Linked DNA regions of Mus musculus: region 2 is linked to region 1. The links are chromatin contacts, called in public HiCAR-type maps. All regions are on one chromosome and are shown on one strand. The core of a region is the stretch at or near the end of the contact, and the rest is flanking DNA. Distances in the headings are between cores, read along the strand shown.

What was found. HiCAR-type assays count read pairs that join an accessible place to other places.
Region 2: a HiCAR-type map of embryonic stem cells shows a contact between it and region 1, with 6 times the contacts expected there. The contact joins two enhancer-like sites. A contact is called at or near these places in 2 of 484 Hi-C or Micro-C datasets (cerebral cortex and pancreatic cancer cells), 2 of 115 datasets of contacts at active chromatin or transcription factors (both in embryonic stem cells) and 1 of 9 other capture datasets (embryonic stem cells).

The regions. Positions count from the first base shown.
Region 1 is chr7:134,868,848-134,875,418 of GRCm38.p6, reverse strand. Dock1 (dedicator of cytokinesis 1) reads right to left here. Exons shown (of 52, transcript NM_001033420.2): 26 at 1,234-1,361. Among named protein-coding and RNA genes, the nearest start is that of Insyn2a, 66 kb to the left of the region's middle. Within about 2 kb of position 2,783, at least 3 of the 459 cell types and tissues checked have an H3K27ac peak or open chromatin away from gene starts, as enhancers often do. A contact at or near this core is called in embryonic stem cells, where this site is marked.
Region 2 is chr7:135,476,317-135,482,887 of GRCm38.p6, reverse strand. No RefSeq gene overlaps it. Among named protein-coding and RNA genes, the nearest start is that of Gm36356, 6.3 kb to the left of the region's middle. Within about 2 kb of position 3,382, at least 55 of the 459 cell types and tissues checked have an H3K27ac peak or open chromatin away from gene starts, as enhancers often do. A contact at or near this core is called in embryonic stem cells, where this site is marked.

The DNA.
Region 1 (6,571 bases), core at 1,534-4,033:
GGGCATTAGTAAGCTAAAGCTTTGATTAGCTTTCCACAGAGGATTAGCTGAGAGGGTAAGACGCACTCTAGTATGGGTGGCAGTAGTTCACGAGGTGGAGTCCTCCAGGACTGAATAAAAGGGGGGAAGAAGAAAGTCACATCAACACCAACACCCACCCATCCCCCTTCTTCTAGATTTGCTTCTAGATTTGCCCAAATGGAAGCAAGCAGCTTCCTGTAGCTGCAGATAGACCCTGGCCCAGCCTTCCTGTTCCCCCTGTCCCTGCCTCAATGTCCTAGAGCCTCTGAACTGTGAGCCACAATTAACTTCTCCTCCTTTAGTTGACTCTTATCAGGTCTTTAGTGAAAGCAAGAAAAAAAGTAAGAAATTCAGAGTGGATGACTTACTCCTGAAAGGAAGGAACAAACAGGAGTGTGTGTATGTGTGTGTGTGAGTGAGTGTGAGAGTGTGTGTACCAGGAAGGCATCCTGACCATGCAGGAAAGAGCTCAGAACAAACCCTTTTTACTTAAAATTCTGACTAGAACTGAGAGCACCAACAGGCAGGGGAACCCTAGGCATACTGAGGAACCTTGGGCACACTGGAGACCCTTGGGCACACTGGAGCCCACCCCCAATCTTGCTCATGGGTTCAGTCTCCGTTTATTAGTAACATACAAAGGTGTTTCTGTCCTGATGCCAGACAGCAGAATGATCAGTGGCGTTACCTATGTGTCTACTTTACATTTGCACAAACAGACATGGTGTGCTGGTGATGGGAAAGAATGGGTGGGACATTCATATGCCTGCCTGCACCAGATTCAAAGTAGAGAAATAAAATGCCACTGGAATAAAAACAAGATTTAGAAGCTCAAGAAGCACCAGGCGCTTCTACCTGTGGGGAACAGAGCAGGGAGCTTCAGGTGGCACAGTTGGCTTCCTTCATGTATCACTTAATAGATGCAAGCACTATAAAAACGAAGGGAAACCACCCTGCTAAGCCTTCGCCTGAAGAATGAGAACTTTGGCCTAGGGAAACATCTTAGCAAGAAAACATTGGAAAACAAAGAACTGACTTCAGTTCAGAAGGGTGAATGCTACGATGTAAATATGGTACAAGTAACTCAAAGGTAAAAGTCTACAGAGAGAAAGGCTGAAAGTGAAGACCATTGCTTTTTCAACACATTTGTAGCATATGTCCGGCTTAGTCAATGGCAGGTGACGCTGTCCATGGCATGACATCATGACTCACCACATCCTTCCGGTATAGCACCTCCAGGATGTTGCTAAGCAGCTGGCAACAAGCCTCCAGCTCCTCCTGCCTCTCCAGGTGGTACTTGAGCTGGTCTGTCATCATGGGGAGCAGGATCTCTCTGCAGTCTGGATAGAATAGGATTGTCAGTCAGTGGGAAACACCATGGAATCCCTCAGATCTGCAAGAAAGCTGTGAGCCCCCTTGAGTGTCTGATTCACAAGGTGTGGAATGGAAAGGAACACCCACACGGGCAAACGGATTGATGGCCAGGAAGCCATTTCCATTGCTGTCAATCATTCACAGACGGTTACCTGCATGCATTGGCAGGTCTCTGTGTAAACATAAGTCACTAACATGCTTGTCACATAAAAATATACACATGTACATCCCCCCCACAGTTGCACATGTGATAGGTTATCTACTAGCATCTCTTATCTACAATGCATTCAATTGCAACATTAAAAGGAATACATCCTCCAACAAAAACTTTCCTAACTGCAGATTTCCAGCTTTTTCATAAAGCAAGCATATGGGATACCCTTCTTAAGTTAAAGAGCTCAGCCCAGGGATGGGACAATGGTGCCCGGCCCTTCCTTCTTAGAAAAGCTCTCTGGAGTAGGCTGAGGAGGCAGGATGAGAAAACAGAAGCCAGGGGCAGAGAAACAGGACCGTGAAGAGAACCTTGGGAGTTGAGGATGTAGGTCATTGTGGTTTAGTTAGGAAGACAGCAAGACTTAAACATGAAGAGCAGAACACCATGGGCTCAGGTTAAGGACGAAAGGAAATTCCTAGCTGCCGCTTCCAGTTTGGAAATCTCGCTGAACCCCGACAGCATCCACTTTCCAAAATGGCCTGCCTATTTGGAAAGGTGCTGTAGGATGGGTTTTGGTCCAGGTGTGAATAAGAAAGGGAACATTTAAAAAGCAGCTGAGCCAGGATTCCCTGCCTTTTGCTCTCTGTTCTGTTCAAATGTGATGTGGTGATGAGTGGCCCCTTGTTCCGACACCAGTGCAGCCATTTTTGCCTCCTTTAAGATGCAAAGCAAGTGAGCACAGCGGAGCTCTGCCACCGGAAATAGATGTAGTTGGTTTTCAGGACTGTACATTTTAGAATTTACGACATTAATGATACATAAAAGCATGTTTTGCATTAATGTTCCAGGAGTTTTCTTACGGAAGGAAAAGGAAATCACACACAACAATGAAAGAGCTCCTCCACACCTTCAGAAACACACTCTGCACTCAAAGCCCATGCTGAACTCTCCCAAGAACAACAGTTTAAGGAGAGGTGGGAGGAAGTCCCTTCCGGGGCAAGGCAGGAAGAATCAAATAAATAACACAAGCCCCTCTGCCCTATGGTCTCCCAGTGAGACACACATAGATAGCTCAACCAGGGCATTCCCAGATTCCACTTGGGTCTTCCCCCTAGACAGAGACTAGGAGGAATTCCACATTCCAGAAGAGGAATGGCCCGGTGCATCTATACATGATGAATAATCGTCACTGACAACTTGTCAGGCTTTAGAATGACCTCAACAATATACCTCTGCATTGTCTTTGAGGGTTGCTCCAGAGAGCTTTAACTGAGGACAGCAGACTGTCTCTGATTATGGGAGGGGCTGTAGGATGGGTTTTGGTCCAGGTGTGAATAAGAAAGAGAACATTTAAAAAGCAGCTGTGGCCGGAGTCGCTGCCTTTTGCTCTCTGTTCTGTTCAAATGTGATGTGGTGATGAGTGGCAGCCAGAGCTGTTCCTGCTACAGTGACTTTGGCACACAGGCCAAAAGAATCCCTTAATCCCTTGGGATGACTCTTGACAGATATTTGGTCATGGAGATAAACAAACAAAGGAAAACCTAGGTAATCTAACATGCATATTTTGCTTCCCTATTGACACCACATTTTAATAATCAACCACTGTGCAGATGTAGTGCATAAGACAGGCCAACACTGCTGGACATGACACCAGGAGCTGCCTAGAATCCTGCAGAAAGCCAGGGGCAGAGGGGACAGCACATAGCAAGGGTGCTGTGTGAGCTGGGAAGTTGGCCCTTTGTGCCTGGGTCTCCAGTGTTGGGAAGACGTAATCCTAATTCCCCACAGAATCCTTTCCAGTGACCCCATAGAAGGGTTTTGCTGATAGGACCACGCCCTTTTGAGCTTAAGACACATACTCCAATATGCCAAGGTATGCTGCCACTCAAGATGTAAGAACTGGCCAAAGATAGACTATCCAAGGAAAACAGTACAAGAAAATGGCCCCTGGAACGGGCTATCAACAACATACCGCAGATGCCTTTCCTATAGAGCTTCAATGTTCACAAGCTACAACCACCTTCATTTTAACTACATCTGCTGCCTTGAGACGTATGTGACACCTAATGCACAGCAACCCTCCAGACCAGTACCTAAAATGCTCCCTTGGTGAACAATGCCCAAGCCCTGCCGTTCATGATGGACGCTACCAGAGAGCGCCAACTGAATACCTCCAGCTGAGCCCTCTTTAGCTTCTGCTGGGAACACATGACCTCTATGTGCCCAACTCAACATAGAACAAGCTCTGAGCTATGCCTGTCCATCTAGTTACTCTCCTGTGACTGCCACCATTTTGGAGGTCACATGAATTTCCAAGGTGACTCAGAAAAAGAGGCAGAGCTTCTAAGGCAGATGTCCTCAACCTGTAACTTTTGACACCTTTACAGGGGTCACCTAAGACCATGAGGAAAAAACAAAACAAAACAAAACAAAAAAACAGTTCTTTACATTATGATTCATAATGAGAACAAAACTATAGCTATGAGGTAGCAATGAAAATAATATTATGGTTGGGGGTTACCCCAACATGAGGAGCTGCATTAAGGGGTTATAGATTTAACCACTGTGCTAAGACATAATGAGTAGAAAGCTTTGTGAACTGGCCAGCACGGATCTGTCTCTGAATGGTTCAATGAGAACTGGTTGTTAGGCTCTGAAAACAGTTGTCCCAGCCTAAGACCTGGCCTTACAGTCCCAGTTATCTATTCTGCTGGGAAAGCAGTAGTGGACTACACTGTTCTCTGAGCTGACTGCGTGTGCGGATTCCATTTGTCAGTATTACCTCAGGGTGAAGGAGGCAATTCTGCACACTCATCTCAGCCAAGGAGGTACTGCCCACCATGTTAGGTTCCCCTGTGGGAGCAACCATCACTAGGTCTTAGCAACTTCAGTTGGCTATTATGCTCTGTGTCTTGGTGAGAAGCAACTCCACTGACAGTTTGTCATGTTTAAAACTATTTTAAGCTGGACTTGAAGCCTCATATCTGTAATACCAACACTCAGGAGGCTAAGACAAGAGGACAATTTTGAGTTCAAGTCTGCCAGAGCTACTTAATGAGATCCACACTAGCCTAGGTTACACTGGGGCAAAAAAAAAATAAAACAAGATATCCAAGAGCAGAAAAATTTCCTCCACTGACCTCTCTGAGAAGATAAAAAGTCATTGGCCATGATGATGGCTTGACAGATGAGTGTCAAGCTGTGCTGGGAAAATCGAGAAGAGAAGACTATAATTGTGAAGACAGAGGGAGATGGTGTCTCAGGAAGGACTTGACACAAATCACTCTCCGCTGATGCTCTAAGAAAGAGGCCCAGGCCCAGCAACACCATCATCACAAAATTATCTCCGCCTTCAGCTCCACATCTGAACAGAGATAGACAAATCGGCCAGATAGATCAGGAGGTTTGTCAGACGGCCCTGAAGGGCAGAGGCCATACTGTCCAACCCAGTGATCTAGGGCAGACTTCCAAGACTATACTGTAGCTTACAGCATTGTCCACCACTGTGTCATCAGAAACCTACTGTGCCTCAACGGAAGAAACCCAATGTCCCGAGTAACTGTTGGGAACATAGGCCAAAAGAGTCATGATCTACACCTCCAGGTCCACGCACACAGACCACCAAAAATACGGACGGCATTAACTATGCTTCTTTGCACTGGGCAGTAAACTCTTGAGAGGAGAGTTTCCTGTTCAATAAAAGAAATAATCTCAGCATGTAAACCCAAGGCCTGAGTGTGTGTGTGTGTGTGTGTGTGTGTGTGTGTGTGTGTGTATGCGCCACACACACACACACACACACACACACACACACACATATTACTTTCTCTCCCTTAGAGGTGAGTTAGTTACTATGGACTACCATACGTGTTCCTTTTACTTGTGAACCACAACAATTTGCACCTGCTAAGTGGTGAGAAGGCCTTGCCATCCACAGAGGCCCAGCCCCAACCTTGGCAGACAGCGGAAGGACAAACGCCCTCAACAAGAATGCTTCCATCTTACAGGGTTTCTGGCTTGACTGGATGGTTTCAGAGCCCGTCTGGACAATAGCGAACAGCTGAACAAGAGGGCAGGTTTGTGTGTTAACTTGCTTTACTTTGCAAGTGCATGCAGATCATAGGAAGACTAAAGTGCAGGCAGAACTACTGTCCAGTACTGTACCCAGCCCTTAATGAATACTAGCTGTTGAAATTATAATTTTTATAATTTGTGTTATTGTACGTGCAATTTGTATTATGAAAGGCCAGGCTCTTTGAGTGAATATACAGCAGGAAAATTAATGCCTTCCATTGGCCTTAGACTGGATCTACCCACACAGTAGCTATTCTGCTGCCTGCTCCCAAAGCACAGAATAACATTAAGTATTATTTAAAAAAAAAAAACAAAAAAACCTACTTTATTATTTTGACAAAACGTTCAATGTAGCCCAGGCTGGAATGAATCCAACTCATAATCCTATCTCAGTTACCCAAATTTTAGAGTTATAAGTACATACCATACCATATTCATCAAACGAACAACGTTCATGTTTAATGGGTCTTTCCCTGATCTGTATTTCAATCTACAGAAGTTAAATGTTCTTACATGTTAAATCATCGTAGGGCACGAAAAGTACATGCTCCATCATGCCTGGAGATTTTACAACCTATGGTGGCCATGACAGACGTCTCCAATGCCACACAGTGGGCATTCCAACTGGGCATGACCAATATCCTTTCACAAAGACAGAATATCATATCCAGAAAACCAGTAATACAAAAGAAATAGCCTGAATCTGTTCCCAGCACAATTAAGAAATAAGCTTATATTAAAGGAAAAACACATTTGTTTTACATGTTTCAAATCAACCATTGACACATAGCCTCTGGATAACTGTGGGATGCAGGCCCACAAGACTGATATGCTGTGATATTCTTTTTTTTTTTTTTTTTTGGTTTGGTTTTTTTTCAAGACAGGGTTTCTCTGTATAGCCCTGACTGCCCTGGAACTCACTTTGTAGACCAGGCTGTCCTGGAACTC
Region 2 (6,571 bases), core at 2,133-4,632, 610 kb before region 1:
CTAGAAGACCTTGTGGGAATACTTGGGTCACAGGGACCCCATGATGGTACTGAGTTCCACACACAGGGTTGAATGAATTATTGTGGGAAGGGTTTATTGTCCTGAGAGAAAGAGAGTTGTCATGAATGTGTGTATGTGTGTGTGTCTGTGTGTCTGTCTGTCCACTGTCTAGGTTTCCTCATTATACATTCTTGTATGAGGTACCATGTGACCTGAAACATCACAAGGCTCTCAGCAAAGGACTGACTTCGTATTTCCCACCTTCTAGAACCCTCAGGCAAAACAAATGTGTTTTCCGGGTGACCCAGTTTCATGCATCCTGTTATAGCAAGAGTGGAAGCAAAGACATTTATTTGGGTGTTGTCAGCGCTGCTCTGGGCACTTTGAGTATGAGCTTCATTGTCACGGTAACTGTACACAGGAGGTGCCGTCATTACCTGCACTTCCACCTGGGCAACCTGAGGTCTGAAGAGGTACATTGTTCTCACAAGGTTTCACAGACATCTAGGAATGGAAGAGAAAGGAGGAGATGAGGCGGCTTGGTGAGAGCTCTGTGAATCAGGGCCGTCCTTCAGGGAAGGATGTGGCCAGATAAACTTGAAGAATCTCAGGGGTCATACTTGAATTTACCTCCTGGACCTTTCCATCTGACTTGCCTGACTCACAGTGAACCCATGACCCACCAGTATCTACCTCGCTGGTGTTGGGTCCATGTATACGTGTCACCATCTTTTTCACACAGTTCACTCTTCTCCTTTGCCTTCTCAAGGGTTCATGGCCAGCACACGACCACTGCACAGACGCTGGGGTTTGTGTCCCACTCCCAGTTGACCTTCTTGGTTTGAAAGCCACTGGCCTTCGTTGGCGCCAGTCGCATGAGTTTTGCCTTTTGCGAAGAGCATGCCGGCAAATGCAATGTTCTCTGGCCTCTTCTGAGGGCAATTTGCCTGAACGTGGTCAACCAGTGGGGCTGCTGACCTTGAACTCAGGCACATTTACCCGGAATGCAGACAAGACGACCAGGGTTCCTTCCATCTCCAGTACCTGTGTGGAAAAGATGGTGACACGGATACATGGACCCAACACCAGCGAGGTAGATACTGGTGGGTAACTGGGTTCACTGGTGAGTCAGGCAAGTCAGATGGAAGGTCCAGGCCAATGGGAAACCCTATTTTGAAATTCAAGGTGGAGGGACTCTTGATTCCTCAGCTCAGATTGATTCCTGGCTACTCCATGAAGGCTCCCCCACACTTGCGCGCGCACACACACTTATAATACATACAAACTACACATACATATGCACACACAAAAACACTTACTGGCAGTAGGTGTGCTGTCTACCAAAGCAATCTGCATGGCAGTGCCACCTTTCACCCTCCAGGCTTTATGGAAACTCCTTCCCCTGCTAATCCTTCAGGGGCGACTTTAGTTACACATCAGGGTGTGAAGCAATCTCAGCCTTACTCTGTGGAATGGTTTCTTCCCCGACTCGATGAACAGCTGCACTTAAGAGACAGATGGCTCCCGAAGATGGGGAGATTCTTTCCCACATCCCTATCGACCTGTGCTCGTTGATTTACCCGGCTGCTTGGTGAAAGGCCACACTGTCAGACCTTAAATCAGCTCACAGTGACACCTGCCAGCCCCCCTCATCTGTCTTCATCTGTCACTGGTGAGTTCTGGAAAAGGCAGTTGTTCCTGTTGGTCCCTACTGGATGGGTGCTTCTCTGAAGCCTCCACACGGTTCTGTGATGCTCTCTCCTCAGGCTGCTACCTGGCTGACAAGAAATAGGCTTATCTTTGCTGCGTGGGTGAGACAGAAACAGTGCTGTTTGCACCTGAAATCTCTCCTCCCTCACTTCTAATCTTTAGGGGGGAAACTGACATTCCTGTTACAGAGTAAAAGACCGGGGGGGGGCATTTTAAAGGTATTTTACTTTATGTTTGAGATGATCCCAGCTAATTTGTTTGAAAAGTGTAAGCAGCAAATTGTTATTTGCTCTCTGTCTCTGTGTCTGCCTTTGCCTCTGTCTCTGTTTGTATCTGTCTGTCTGTCTGTCTGTCTGTCTGTCTCTGTCTCTCTGTCTCTGTCTCTGTCTCTCTCTCTCTCTCTCTCTCTCTGTGTGTGTGTGTGTGTGTGTAGATCAAATGTCTTTCTTAATCATTTCTCCACATTAGTTTTGGGAGACAGGGTGGCTGACTTACCAACAAGCCCTGGACACATCTGTCTCTGCTTCCCCAGCTCTAGGTTCCAGATGTGTTATTATTATTACTATTACTATTATTATTATTACCTGTGTGTTGGGTCATCTTACTTTCAAAACAAGCACATTACTGCTGGGGCCATCTCTCCAGCCCCACGAAGTGAACACTTAGACCCTCACGGTCTCCAGAGCACTAATCTCCATTTTCTGGAGCATTGTATTAGTAAAATTTCTTAGCCCAGACTCTGTTCTCAGCAGCCTCCTGTCACAGGGGAAGGACCTCGGGGACAATGGCAGAGATACTCAGCAGGCAAAGGCGGGCACTAAAATGTGTCCTTTTTCAGGATGATGGGACCATCTTTAGCGTTAGGAAATGAATGCGAACACTTCGAAGGTGACAGTTCATGAGCTGAGTGATGCTTTGAAACAGACCCAGAGGTAGTGTCCCACATGTGCACTGTTCTCAGAGAGGCTGCTGGGGCAGGTAGGGGGAGGAGGAGAGAGCATGTGACAGTCAAGGGGAGGCGCTGGTGTGGCACAGGCCCCGCTGGTGTGGTGCGGGTCCGCTGGCTCTGGCTCTGTTGCTTGCTTCTCTTCCTATAAGATGTGGACTGGGCAGACCCCTTAGTGCTGTATTTTCCAACCAGAGGCCAGGACAGCTCTGCCAAGAGACTGTCACCACCAAGACACCACTTTCCCTTTGCAGTGAAGTTACATACCCTCCTTTAAGTTAGACTCTAAAGTCTAAAAGAGGGTGTTTACATTCCAAAAGCGACAGTGACCTCTCCACCCTAGAGGCACATTCACCTGTACACCACCAGAGGGATTTCCTGGGGTGCCTGCCTTCAGCGTCTGCCCTCTAAGAAAAGAGTCCTGGGAAGGAACAAACCGACTCTCCCTTGGAAGGGGCGTTTTGGCAAGTGTCCAAGGATAGCTCTGCCTGCCATTTCAACAGGATAACTTCATCAGCATTTCTCCAGCACAGCTTTGAGGGTTTGAAAAGCTTGTTAACAAAGAGAGAGAAGGAGAAAGGGAAGGGAGGGTGAAGGCCTTTCCTGTTGTATCACTTTAAACAGAAAAACAGAATTCGGCGGGCGTGGCGGTACACATCTACAATACCAGCATTCAGAAAGCGGAGGAGGCAGGAGGACCACTAATTTGAAGCATGGTTTGGCTACGCAGCAAAACTCTGACTCAAAATAGTAGACAAAACAAAAGCAAGGGCTGAGAAGATGACTCAGCAAAGTGCTTCCCGTGCAAGCATAGGACCTTGGCCTGATCCCAGGACCCATACACAAAGTTAGGAGTAGTGGCCTAACCTAGTGTTAGGGAGTTGGAGCCAGGCAGAGCCCCACACAGATTCCCGGGACTCAGTGGCTCGTCAGTCTAGCCTACTTAACAAGCTTCAGGCCAGTGAGAAACCTGTCTCAGTAAAAGTTAGACAGATGAAAAATGATACCTGAGCTTATTCTGTCCTGGACACGCCCGCCCAACACACACACACACACACACACACACACACACACACACACACACACACCACATTTGTAGTCATATGAACATCCATACAAACTTAGAGAAGAAAAATAAGTCACCAAATCAGATCAGTCCAGCTGTGTTGCCACCAATAACACTAGATACCACCTGACAGTCTGCAGAGCCCAGAGGGGCTGAGGTGCTCCAAACTTTCTAACCTTAGAGCCAATTAGATCATTACGTTAGCTATGTTCAAATATCCTTGTCACTTCTACAAGGGAAATGACAGCCCTCTCCCTATTCATTTTTCTGAGCTCTTTCAGACATATGTGTGTGAGAGAGGCCTTAAATAAGGAGACATGTCACCGGATGCACAGACGTGGTTTTGTGACTTTGTTTGTGCTGAGACCTTGGGCATCCTGTGACACTCACCGTGTCAGAGACCATATGGCTGCAAGGAAAAATTAGGCTAAATTAGTAAAAGGACAAATTTTGTCATCTGTCAAACCATATTTCATCTTGTATCATGATCACAACTCTAGAGTTTCAGTGTCTCACCCAAAACACTTCAAAAACCAAAAAACCAAAAAACCAAAAAACCAAAAACCAAAAAGAGGACAAGGCTGCAAAAACCAGACAAGACAGCTCGGACTTGGCGTTCCTGTTTTTGTTCTGCACATGAGAGCAGAGGGCGGTCTCCCTTCTGTCTTCACCCCTGTGCCCCAGGAACATCTCCAGCCTCCTGCCAATTTTTAAGGACTCTGGATGTCTCCAAAGTCCTTTTTGGCATCATCCAAAAGAGCTTAGCTCGGGGTTTCTACCGAGACGTTGACTGTGAGTGATCAGATACTATGATGGTGTGTAGATGTGTGTCCCCGTAGCATCTCCACTAATAAAGCAACAAGAAACTGCTTTGCCAGATCTGTCAGCTGCCTGCCATCACCTTTGTAGCCAATGACAACCACGTGAGTGGGTTTTACAGAGGTTTCAAATGGTGGCCAGGGAGGCTGGCTGTAAATAGAAGATCTTGTTGGACAAAAGTCTATAGGTAGGTTTATAACTGGGTTCTAAGCCTTGATATCTGAGGCTAGATCATTCTCTGTTGTGGAACTATCTCCAGCACAACATCTTCAGACCATTCTCTGTTGTGAGGCTATCTCAAGCGCAGTATCTGCGTGTATGACCTCTGTCCACTCATCCCCTGTCCACTGCTTCCTCCTTTAGCTGTGGTGAGTAGATAGGTCTCCAGACATTGCCAAGTGACTCAGGTGATGACCCTGAGTGAGATCTATAGGTGTAGCTGTAGCATTTGTGTATACATGTGTGTGCACCCACATGTGTTGCTGGTGATGAGAGATCAGATTTAAATGTCCACTGGTGTCCCAGCTTCTCTCCTGAGATGAGGTGATTACCCATAGAGAAGTCTCTTTTTCTTGCAGCAACCTTAGGAAGATTCATCTCTTGTGCTCTTGAAGCCACAAGACTCACCCTTCCTGCACAGCTGCACCTTCTGCCTTGGAAGCCCCTCCCCCTTGGAAGCCCCTCCCCCGACTTGCACTGCCCAGGGCAACTCTGAAAATGGTGATGGGCATTGACAAAAGAAGACAGGTGAGCCCTGGAGTGCAGAGGGACTTTCCCAGGACCCCGGGTCTCCACCTGGGGCCCTGAACCAACTCATCTGGTCATTTCTGTAGCTTCACTTTGTTGATTGTTGAAGAATGCGCCTGGGGACACTGGCTTCTTCCTGTGCACTCTCTGGAAAGGGAGTGCTTCTTGAATTCCTCAGGGGAGGGGGCAGCCTGGTCCTAATTACAGACCTAGCAAGGGCCCACGGCAGGTTTCTTTAGAGTCAGAGGTGGAGACCTAGGGGCTCCAGGCTCTTAGAGCCAAGCATGCTCACAAGCCCGTGCATCCAGTCACCATATCCTCACTCCAGACACCGTCCCAGAAGCTGGAGGGAATCAAGTCAGTGTCTCACTCAGTGTTTCAGCTCTCCGCAGACTGGATGGGATGGATGGTTTGTCTCTCTTCCAACTGCTAATTCCCTTCTGGCCAGTGGCCCTGACCCTCTTGATCTCTGGCCTTTTAGCTTGGCCTGAGCATGCTTATTCACCTCAAGGAGGGCATCTCAGGGTAAAAATACCATGGCATCTGCCTACCCAGGGGCTGGCCCTTCCCTCCCACAAACTCAAAAAACCAGAACCATCTACAGTTAAAGAAAGAATACAATGAAGGAAGTAAGAAAGACATCAGCTAAAGGCACTTGCCACCAAGAGGCTCTGACATACACAGACAGACAGACAGACAGACAGACACACACACACACACACACACACACTAAATATGTGAAATACATTTTTGAAGAGGTATGGGGAGTCCTGAGCAGTTGCAAACAGTACCTGCTCACAGAAGTGAGACCTAGGTTTGAGACCCAGTAGGGACTCAGGCTGATGATGTACAGCTAGGGGGTGGGGTGTGGGAGGAAGTGAGCTGGCAGGCTCAGATAGATCTCAGGCATTCTCATTGATCCATCTCCTTCCTGCTACAATTCATGTACCACCTGCTCTGCACCAGGTGCCAGACTCAAAGTGCAGGAGAGAAAATCCTTCTCTTCAGGAGCCTGAGGCTGAGTGAAGCAGGTGGACAGACCAGCATCACCCCTGTGGCCTTACGTGGCCCCTGGGGAGGTGGTAACATGGCTTCTTTCCTCTAAGGAACCTTCCTGAGGGTAGACACCACAGTGAGCCTGTTTGTGACTGAGGGACAAGTGGGAGAAGAAGGAACTGAGGGTATCAGGTGTGGCTTTGGTTGGGAGAAGGAGGGATAAATGGCCAGAGATGAGATGAGCCAGGGGTCGGCAGATAGTGACTTGACCTTTGACCCCTGGCGGA